2 separate regions of the Gossypium hirsutum genome follow, and region 1 is linked to region 2. Evidence: chromatin contacts called from public Hi-C data. All regions are on one chromosome and are shown on one strand. The core of a region is the stretch at or near the end of the contact, and the rest is flanking DNA. Distances in the headings are between cores, read along the strand shown.

Region 1 (4,787 bases), core at 113-2,612, 240 kb before region 2:
TCCAGCATCAGTACATGAAGATAATAGAAAATCCCCAATTTTATAAGTTTTGCAACTCAGACCACTTCAAAATCGAAAAGAATTAATCCTCAGCTAATTAAACCGAAAAAATATTAAATTCAACAACTGGGCAGAAGCAGAAATTTAAAAAGGAAGAGATTGGAGAAACCCTAACCTGATCGAGAAGAGTCGTTGGGGAACTTGTCGACGTAGGAATCGAATCCGACGATACAGAGGGAATGGTGACAGTTCTGGCAGATCCATTTGGGGAGATTTGGATCCACGGGTAAGCTCCGACCTTTATCGGGTATATATTCCTTCTTCATTTAGCTAATCGAATTCTATGTGAAGGGAGATTTTCGGGCTGTCGGGCAATCAGGGGAGAGAGAGATGGAGGGTTTCGTTGTTTCGATTGTTGAGCCGTCCAAGTAAAACATTACAAAAGAAATCATAACAGTTTTTATGACAGGTTTTTTGTGACCAGGCCCAACGACTTTTGGATTAATTTCACTAATAGTCCCTACACTATTGCTTAAAGTTTAAATTATTCTCTAAACTTCTAATCAAATATTTAAAATATAAATATTATATCTATTAGGTCATTATGGGTGGGTTTGGACGGACGGTGGAGTGCGGTGGGGTGCAGTGCATTTAGCTTACTTTTTGTCTCACGCTACAATATTAGTGCAATACCTAATATCACCGCCACTACTGTCTTTACATTAATCGCAGATAAACATATCGTCCATCCAAACCTACCCTATGTCAGCATGTGTATTAATTTCAACATTAGATATTAGTTCAAACTTGATATAAAGCATATTTAAAAATCAAAACAAGTGGATTAAACACCAAATAACTTTGTACCTACATTTATGAATAATTTGAATATGATATATTAAAAAGTATATTGAGCTAATAAATTTAAGAAAGTTATTTTATTAACATGTGTGATCCAAATTGTCCATATGATAAATAAATATATTTATAATTTGAACTATGTGATTAAATGTGTTTCACCTCATATTTAAATTGATGTTTGATATCCAAGCTAATGACTAAGGTGATACAAGAATTTGGTTGATAGAATATTAATACTTTAAAGATACAATTAAAATGTTTTGAAGTTTGGGATCAATTTAAAATTTATATTATAAAATTGAGGCCTTCTGATGAATTAAACATTTTTTTGCCTTTTCTTTTAAGGATTCTCCGTTACCCGGCGGAGTTGACCCGAACACCCAATATATTAAAGATGGACTACTCGGGAAATTAGGTTTATAATCAGGATCCCAACCCTAGTTTCTCCTTTTCCCCTGATCCCCAAATCTTCATCTTGAAATCACGGACACGTACCTGTTATGGAAGATGATCAAATCAGCGGAGACGATATCGACATGAAGGACCTGAACCCAAGGCAGTTACAGCTGTTCGTTAAACTTCTCAATGGTGAAACTTTGTCGCTCCTATTCCCGACCCTTCAAGTCCAAGTCGGCGATGTCAAGCACCGAATTCAGGAATTTACCCAAATCCCTTTCAATTTCCAGCGACTGATTCGCGGCCATCAACTCAAGGACGATTCGGTGATTTCCCACTCCAACGCTACCCTCAACCTTTCCCTCCGGCTCCTCGGTGGCAAAGGAGGTTTCGGGTCTCTGCTGCGTGGCGCAGCCACAAAGGCCGGGCAGAAAAAGACAAGCAATTTCGAGGCGTGCCGAGACATGAGCGGAAGGAGGCTAAGGCATGTAAATGCCGAGAAGAGGTTGGAGGAGTGGAAAGCGGAGGAAGAACAGAGAAAGTTGGAGAAGATCGCTGAAGACTTCATAAAGAAGAAAGCAAAAACTGGGAAAAAAGGAGTTGGAGATGGAGAGGCCGAGAAGTACGTAGAGAAGTACAGAGAGCAGTCGGCGAGGTGCGTGGCGGTGGTTGAAGAGTCCGTTAGGGCGGCCTGCCAAAATGGAAAACGGAAGACAGTGCCGGGAGGAGCTGACCCCAAAAGATTGAAGATTTGGTAAGTTTTTAAGCTCTTTTGATTTGCCGTTTATAAGGTTGGTATTGATATATAGATTGTTGACTTATTTTTGTTTGCTTATATAGGATGGGAAAGAGGAAAGTGGATGAGAGTGATAGTGACAGTGATTATAGCAGTGAGGATGAAGATAATGAGGAAAATGAGAAATCTGTAGTTTTGAACAATGGGAATCATTCAGATTCTAGTAAGGGAGCTGAGGGGAGTTGTGGTTCAGTTTTGGGGGGAAAACAGGATATAGACTTTTCAATTGGAGTCTCAAGTGGTACTGGTTCTGAGGAAGAGAAGGAGGTTGTTCTGCATCGAAGCTCGGAATCTTGTGAAGATGTTGATGCCATGGTTGAAGCAGATGTGATTGCTGGGAGTGAAGCAGCTCATCCTGAGATGCCAGAACAAAATGGAACTAAAACTCAAAATCAAGAGGAAATAGTTAGTCAATGTCTCAGTGCTGATCCGGTTGCGGAAAATGGAGTTGGAAGTGAATTGATTGATGGACTTAATTGTTCTTCTATCCCAAAACCAGAAGTTCACAAAGACACATTAGTTTCAAATGTTAATGCTACAGAACCAGAAAATCCATTGAACTTTGATGACTTTAATTCTTCTGCAGAGATGGAGGTATGGTTGCTCACTTGAAGTTCTTTTCCTATTTCCTAGGCTTAGCTAATTTTGAGTGCTTGTTTATTTCCTTTTTTAATCATTAAAGTTTGTAGATATAGAATTTTAGATGGTTTGAAAGACATTGTTTATAAACTTGCTAACAAATAAATCCGAACTATTTGGGCTGTCTGTTCATTCTAGCCCTTGTTATTCTCACCCTTGTATAGAGATTGATACCATTGATGCATCTAGGAGGTGGAAGAAGCGATACAACTTTCGGTCTCTCACCCTTTTTACTTTAGTTTGTTGTTGCAATTTTATTAAATGCTTTCCTTTAGCTTAAAGCTTAAATCCTGCCATAGCTGTTTGATGTTATTTAGGCAGTGTCTTCGTGTTGATGTTAAAAAAGTAGTTGGATGATATAAACTAGAGAATTGAAGAAAGGATACCATGGAATGAAGTTAAAAATGGCATATGCATTAAATTGTCATGGGCCACATGGTGATGCTGTTGCCTTTATAATGCTCAATGTTGATTCAGAACTAACTAATTTATCCTTTTTTTTTTTTGGGGGGGGGGGGGGGCAAACTAATTTATCATTTCAAAAGGTTCTTGGATTGGAGCGGTTGAAATCTGAACTGCAGTCACGTGGGCTAAAATGTGGGGGTACTTTGCAAGAGCGAGCTGCTCGTCTGTTCCTGCTAAAATCTACCCCTTTAGATAAGCTTCCAAGGAAGCTGCTTGCGAAGAAGTGAAAAGCTATGTAGTAGGCTAAGGCTTCATATCACCTCATAGTGTATTGCTAAGGAGTGTTCCTTTTTGTCAAACGGAGAAATGTATATATTTCTTTCGCTTCTGTTCAATATTGTATAAGTTGGTTCTTGTAAGCTAAAACACTGTTAGCTATGAGGGGATATTAACTAATGGTCTCTGTAAGTTACACTTCGCCTAAACTGAATTTTGAGATTTGTGGAATGATAATGGTGATAAGAATGTGGTGTTTTAGCTAATTGAAACCCCAATTCTTTGCGTTCTTGTCTATTCTTTTGATAAAATGGAATATTTCAGGTCTCAATATATTTGGAATGGTTTACAGTAAGATACAATCGGGACTTCAATTTCATAAAAAATAATAATAATAATTCATTTTAACTTTTCATTTAATTTTTCGTTTTCTTTTTTTTTCATCCTTAAATCAAATCACTGAAAAAATTAAATTTATTTACTTTACTAACGTGACATACAAGTAGATTGTCATGTATATGTTACGTTAGTAATTAATTAATTAATTGTTAATATGATATTTACATTGCAATATATATATGTCATGTCAGTAAAATTAAACAAATATTAACTTTTGTATTCATTTTGAGATAATTTGACAAATAATATAAATTTAAAGTCTAAAAAAATAAAAAAAATTAAATAAAAAGTTAAAATAACTTTTTTATAAAATTAGATGATCAAGTAAGTCATTATCCCTTACAATAATTATTAAGATAAAAAACATGTACCTTAAATTAAAGGTGTTCATGGGTTAATTGCTAAAAAATTTCTAGATCCATTTAATAGGCTTGGGCTCAGTTCGACTCGAAAAATGAGAGTAAAATTTTACTCAAGTTTAGCATGGCTAAAACTACTAAAACTTGGGTCCAACTCGACTCGCCCATATTAAAATTTTTTATATTATTTTTTATATAAAAAGAATTAGAATACATAATATATTAAAAACACTAAAAACATTAAAATAAATTTAAAGAATCTATATACTTAAATAACACTAAGATAGATGCAACTTAACAAGTAAATTCCTCTAAAATAGTAACAAAATTAATAATAAAACAATAGTTATACAATATCAAAACAATAACAATATAACGGTACGTTTGGTTCACTGTAATGGAATAGGGCTGTAATTGAATAGAGCTGTAATCAGTAATTCAACTGTTTGGTTGAATGGAATGGAATAGAATTGTAATAGCATTATTGTGTTTGGTTGAATGGAATGTTGTTGTTATAGCATAAGGAAAAAAACTAAAATGACCAGAATACCCTTAGCAAAATTTTTTTAGTTAGATGATTATTGTTATTGTTATTAAATAAGATTATTATTGAAAATAATTTAATAATAAATAATAAATAATTTAACCATATTTTA
Region 2 (4,736 bases), core at 1,376-3,875:
AAAACTTACAATATGAGGTCTATTGCTTAAATGCTATCATGACTGATTGAAAACGACACAACTAGACTCCTCAAGCTCATAGAGGAATTTGATCGAAATAGCTTGATTAATGCAATTAATATTTGATCGGTTTGTGCATTATATAAGCACAGGAACACCATTGGAATTTGTTTGCCCAGTACTTCCCTATGGATTTATCGGCGTAACACTTCAAGAAATGCCCGATAACTTAATAATAAGGAAACCCATCTACCATTGATTGGGAAATGTTTCTCTATAAGTTGCATCCTCACCCTGGGTCATCTGTCTTAGCGTTGCCTCTGTTGCCCGGGTGTTCAAAAGTCTCTGAGCTAACCTATCTTTCATTGTAACTTTCTTCCGCAGCATTGATGCTAGAGTTTGTTTGTTTCTCCCAACTGGATTCTCACCAACAGTTTCCCCCATGTCTTCTCCAAAAACTGTTGATCTTGATGTTGAAGCTATTGCAGCATCACGAAGAACAGCATCATTGTGCTCCCGAACTCTTGCTAGCTTTTCCCGCTGTAATGACTGTTTATCAAGTTTTCTCTTCCTCGCATCCTCTTTATCTCGCTCCCTAACATTCTTCACAGCTTGTTTTGCTAACTGCTCTGCTAAATCAGAGCCTAAACCAGGATCTGTATCATCTATTGAAGAACTCTGATTGATTTGGTTTCCTGCATCATCACGAGGTATAATGGGCCCATGAAATGGGCAAACCTTCAAGTCTCTTCTCTGACAAAGTCCACCTTTTTTCAAAGGTGCACGACATGGTTGGATCTCTCCTAAGTTTTCCTGGTAAACAATCGACTGAAGATTCAATTCTGCAATTTTCTCGGCTGGAATCACGGCATCATAATCTACTCTTCCCCAGTGATTGTCAAACTCCAAGCCTTTCTGATTTAATAATGTATCCTTATTAGAGACTGAGCCCCAATTATCCATGAAAGAACCCCACCTGAGAACTGGAGCTTCAGCCAAAAGCTCACTCCTAACAGACTTTTCACTACCCGAACACTCTTTGCCCTTAGAACTACTGCATTCTTTATCTTTGGCTTTCACCTTGCAAGAAGCTGACACTTTAGCAAGATTTCCACTCTGTTTATTAGACTTCTTAGAATTCCTATCCTCCACAGATTTACTTCTCTTTTCAATGTTGGAACTTTGAACCTCCCTTCGCTTCTCAGGTTCAGTAGTACTTCCATTCTCAGTCAATCCCAAATTACCTTCCTCCCAGAAGTCTTCCTCCTCTTCTTCGTTTTTATTCACAGTTTTGGGTAAAGTACAACCAGATTCTTCACAATCCTTCTTCACAGATATGAGACTGTTTCGGATATCAATCAAGTCCTTCAACATGGAATCTCGTGACCTGTTGTCAGCCACTTCAACCCTTACAAGAAGAGATATCCATTCTTGTACTGAAACCAGATGCTTGGTTACTAAAAGCTTATACAGCTCTCTTAATGCATCGAAAACCACTTTGTTATCGCTGTTCTCATGAACCTTTTCTCCTTCCTTTAATGAATCAAGACGGATCTGCCTCAACTCAGAAGATCGAAACTCTACAAAATCTTCGTCATCCAATAAGACGTGTGGCATGCCTTCCACTTTAGTGCGAACAATATCTAAACATTCTCCTATCTCATCAACTGTAGCCTGTATTTCTTCCTTAACAGAACTAAAATTCATCTTCAGCGTTTCAAACTTGTTCTGTAAAATCTCCCTAGTCCTTCTCTCTCTTTCCCTCCTCTCTCGTTCTATCCTTGCTGCAGTCTCCTGAAGGTTAGGAAACTGAAACCTGAGAGTATTCTTAAGATAATCAAAACCTAACCTAAGCTGCCTGTAATGAACCCCAAAAGATGCATTCCACTTCTCTAAGAACTCAATTGCCTTGGAACGCAAAGTTGATGCAATAGCCGGAGGAGCTGGGAGCGGCATATTTCTTCTAAACCCAACACTTAAGGCCAATAACTGATCTAAGTTCTCAACCAAAAGGGTTCTAAAAAGCCTAGACCGCATGAAAAGTTCATCAATTATAAGAAGCGTGAGATAACGAACCTGCAATAATAGCAAGTCTCAAAAACTCAAATTCCTTCGAACACCAATCTCTTAGCATTTTCCTTTTTCAATTTAGAAAAGAAAATAAATTATTAATAGTTAAAAGGATCCTGAATTTCGTTACAACAATAAAGACTGGATGCCCTAGAAATCCAATTGCAGAACGTGCATTAGGCAAGGAAACTAAAATTGAAGAAAGAAAGGGAAATTTAACCGAAATCAAAATCCACTTATTTACTAACTCGTTAGAGAAGGATAGATAGAAGACCTGGGAATGATCGCGTTTCATGAGGTCCATGAGGGTATGGGCGGCGAGTCGTAGCTCCGAATCGGAGAACCGCACCACTGATTTGATTGCTTTGAGAAGACGTGGATCAACCTCGGAGGCAGTCGAGTTCGTGGCTTTTTCTATCAAAGCCCCGACTTTTCCTCTCTCCTCCATCTCCATCTCCACCGGCATCGCCATGCCCCGATGTTATGAGTTTTCCAATTCTTGTTATTTATTTTTCAAAATCCCTAATTTATATTGCATCATATTATAATAACTTATCCGCGAAATTCCGTTGCGAGCAAAGTCAACAATTAACACGGATAGAGGCGAATACTGGACTGGGCTAAGGCCTAAGGCTGAGGGAATGGTTAAAATTTGGTTTACAGGCCTTCAGCATGGCCCTTTGGAGGTTTTGTGTGCTGTCAAAATCTAGCCCAAACACTAAATTAGCCCTATTATGCATTTCTTTTTTTTTAATCATTATTATTTCTCTTTTCATTTTACAAACGAATTATATTATTTTCAACTTTGAAAATATTTACATTAAATCAGCTAAATCTGTGAGTTGAAATAAATTGTTGATTGAGCTACGTTTAGACCATTATTTCAGTCAATTCAACGAGTTGAGTTTGAGCAACTGACAATAATTTTTGCCTTCACTGATTGCACCGCATTGATATAAATAAGGACAAAGTTAATCGTGTACTTGTTTTCTTTGCATCTGCATAGCATTTGCAGGAAGAATAGTAAATGTCTTGCTTTTCTTAAAATTCTATTCGATTATAAAAAATTGATTAAAAAAATTAAATTTTAAATTATTTGAATTAAATTAATTATATCAACTCGATTTTTTTTAATTTTAAGTTTAAATTGAGTTAAATTTTCGAATTCGAATAAATTAGATATAAAATTTTTTTACTTCCATTTTACCAATTCCTCCACTCAAATCCTTTTACTTTCCCCAACAAAAAATTACTTTCCCTCAACCCCCAAATTTTTTTCTTTTACCCTCTCCTCAAAATTTTTACTTCTCCCAAACCCCTGCAAAACTTTTACTTCCTTTTAAGCCTCAATTTTTTTTCAAATTTATGTTTACTATTTATATCATTAAATTAAATTTTTGTATTATTTGTATTATTAAATTGTTTAATCATATTGAATCTTTATCAATTTCTGTTAAAATTAAACTATTGATGATGCCATAAAATATTTGTGTTAAAATTTTCTATTGGTATCAATTTTACATTTTATCATTAAAATATCTTTTATTAAAAAACATATTTTTTTTACATTTAATATATTTTTTAATTTCAAAATCCATGGTGACAAGAATCAGAAGATAATTAATGTAACTAAGCAAGCAAAGAAGCTAACTTGTATATAAAAGATTAATAAATAAATTATGAGGGGATGAAAGTTAGTAACAAATTTGATTACAATAGCTGACAGTAGCTACAAAGACCCAAAGTATTTTTTAAAATTTAACTCGAACAAATATATTCGATTTAATTTGATTCGAATTTTATCTCACTCAACTCGATTTGAAAAAAATTTAAATCGAATTAAAATAATAAAATAAAATTTGTCAACATAATTAACTCAAAATCTTTTTCATTCAATTTGATTTAATTTAATTGAACGCTGACCCTAATTACTGATCATGCGTACACATTACAGTTTCTTTTCTTTTAATATACATATAGATTTTATATTTCTTTTATTGTGTCGACACTAGGCTTTCCATCTACTTGATGTTTCTGATTATACTTTATATGAAATTTGTATTCATTGGGAAATTTTGTTAAAACCTTTCAAGTCTTTCACCGAAAAGAAAAATTCCAGGAATGTAAAAGAAAAATATTCGATTAGAAACTTTAAAAATGGATAGGTATAGTGTTATTATTCGTGAAAATAATAATATTTGGCTTTGTTATAAAAAAAATAAAAATAAATAAAAAATATTATCATTTATTGCAATAAATAATTTAAAATAGTTATAAAACAATTAATTAAAATGCCAACAACCTCTTAATCTAATGATAGGAGTATTATATTTCTAGGTATAAGAGTTTAGGTTCGATATCAATGATCTTCATTCCTCTCCCCAATTATTAAAAATAAATGATGCTTATTATTTTATTAAATAAAATTATAATTTTACATATTTTTAATAATTTCATAAAAATAAATAATTTGAAAGTTCTTTTATCTATCATTTTTAATCTAAATCACAGTTTGCTTTTAGCAGACGTCTGGTTCATTAAATATTAGATTACGTTTTGTAATAAGATTATGGGAATGTAAGGTTACAGATGTAAGGTGAAATTACCTTATTTGTTTCATTTGGCTGAAATGTAAGTTTTAAGTATTTGGTTGACGGAATGTAAGA

The links. A called contact is a pair of places that touch in the nucleus more often than the background predicts.
Region 1: a Hi-C map of leaf shows a contact between it and region 2, with 2.9 times the contacts expected there. The contact joins the promoter of LOC107938161 here to the promoter of LOC107938164 in region 2. A contact is called at or near these places in 4 of 34 Hi-C or Micro-C datasets (all in leaf).

The regions. Positions count from the first base shown.
Region 1 is chrA08:101,971,286-101,976,072 of Gossypium_hirsutum_v2.1, reverse strand. LOC107938161 (replication stress response regulator SDE2) reads left to right here and starts at 1,362. Exons shown (of 3, transcript XM_016871235.2): 1 at 1,362-2,011; 2 at 2,098-2,647; 3 at 3,238-3,639. The coding sequence starts at 1,362. The coding sequence ends at 3,384. It overlaps LOC107938159 (beclin-1-like protein), which reads right to left and starts at 1,001. Exons shown (of 10, transcript XM_041074602.1): 1 at 176-1,001. The coding sequence starts at 326.
Region 2 is chrA08:101,728,398-101,733,133 of Gossypium_hirsutum_v2.1, reverse strand. It overlaps LOC107938164 (UV-stimulated scaffold protein A homolog), which reads right to left and starts at 2,625. Exons shown (of 2, transcript XM_041074270.1): 1 at 2,345-2,625; 2 at 1-2,076. The coding sequence starts at 2,542. The coding sequence ends at 250.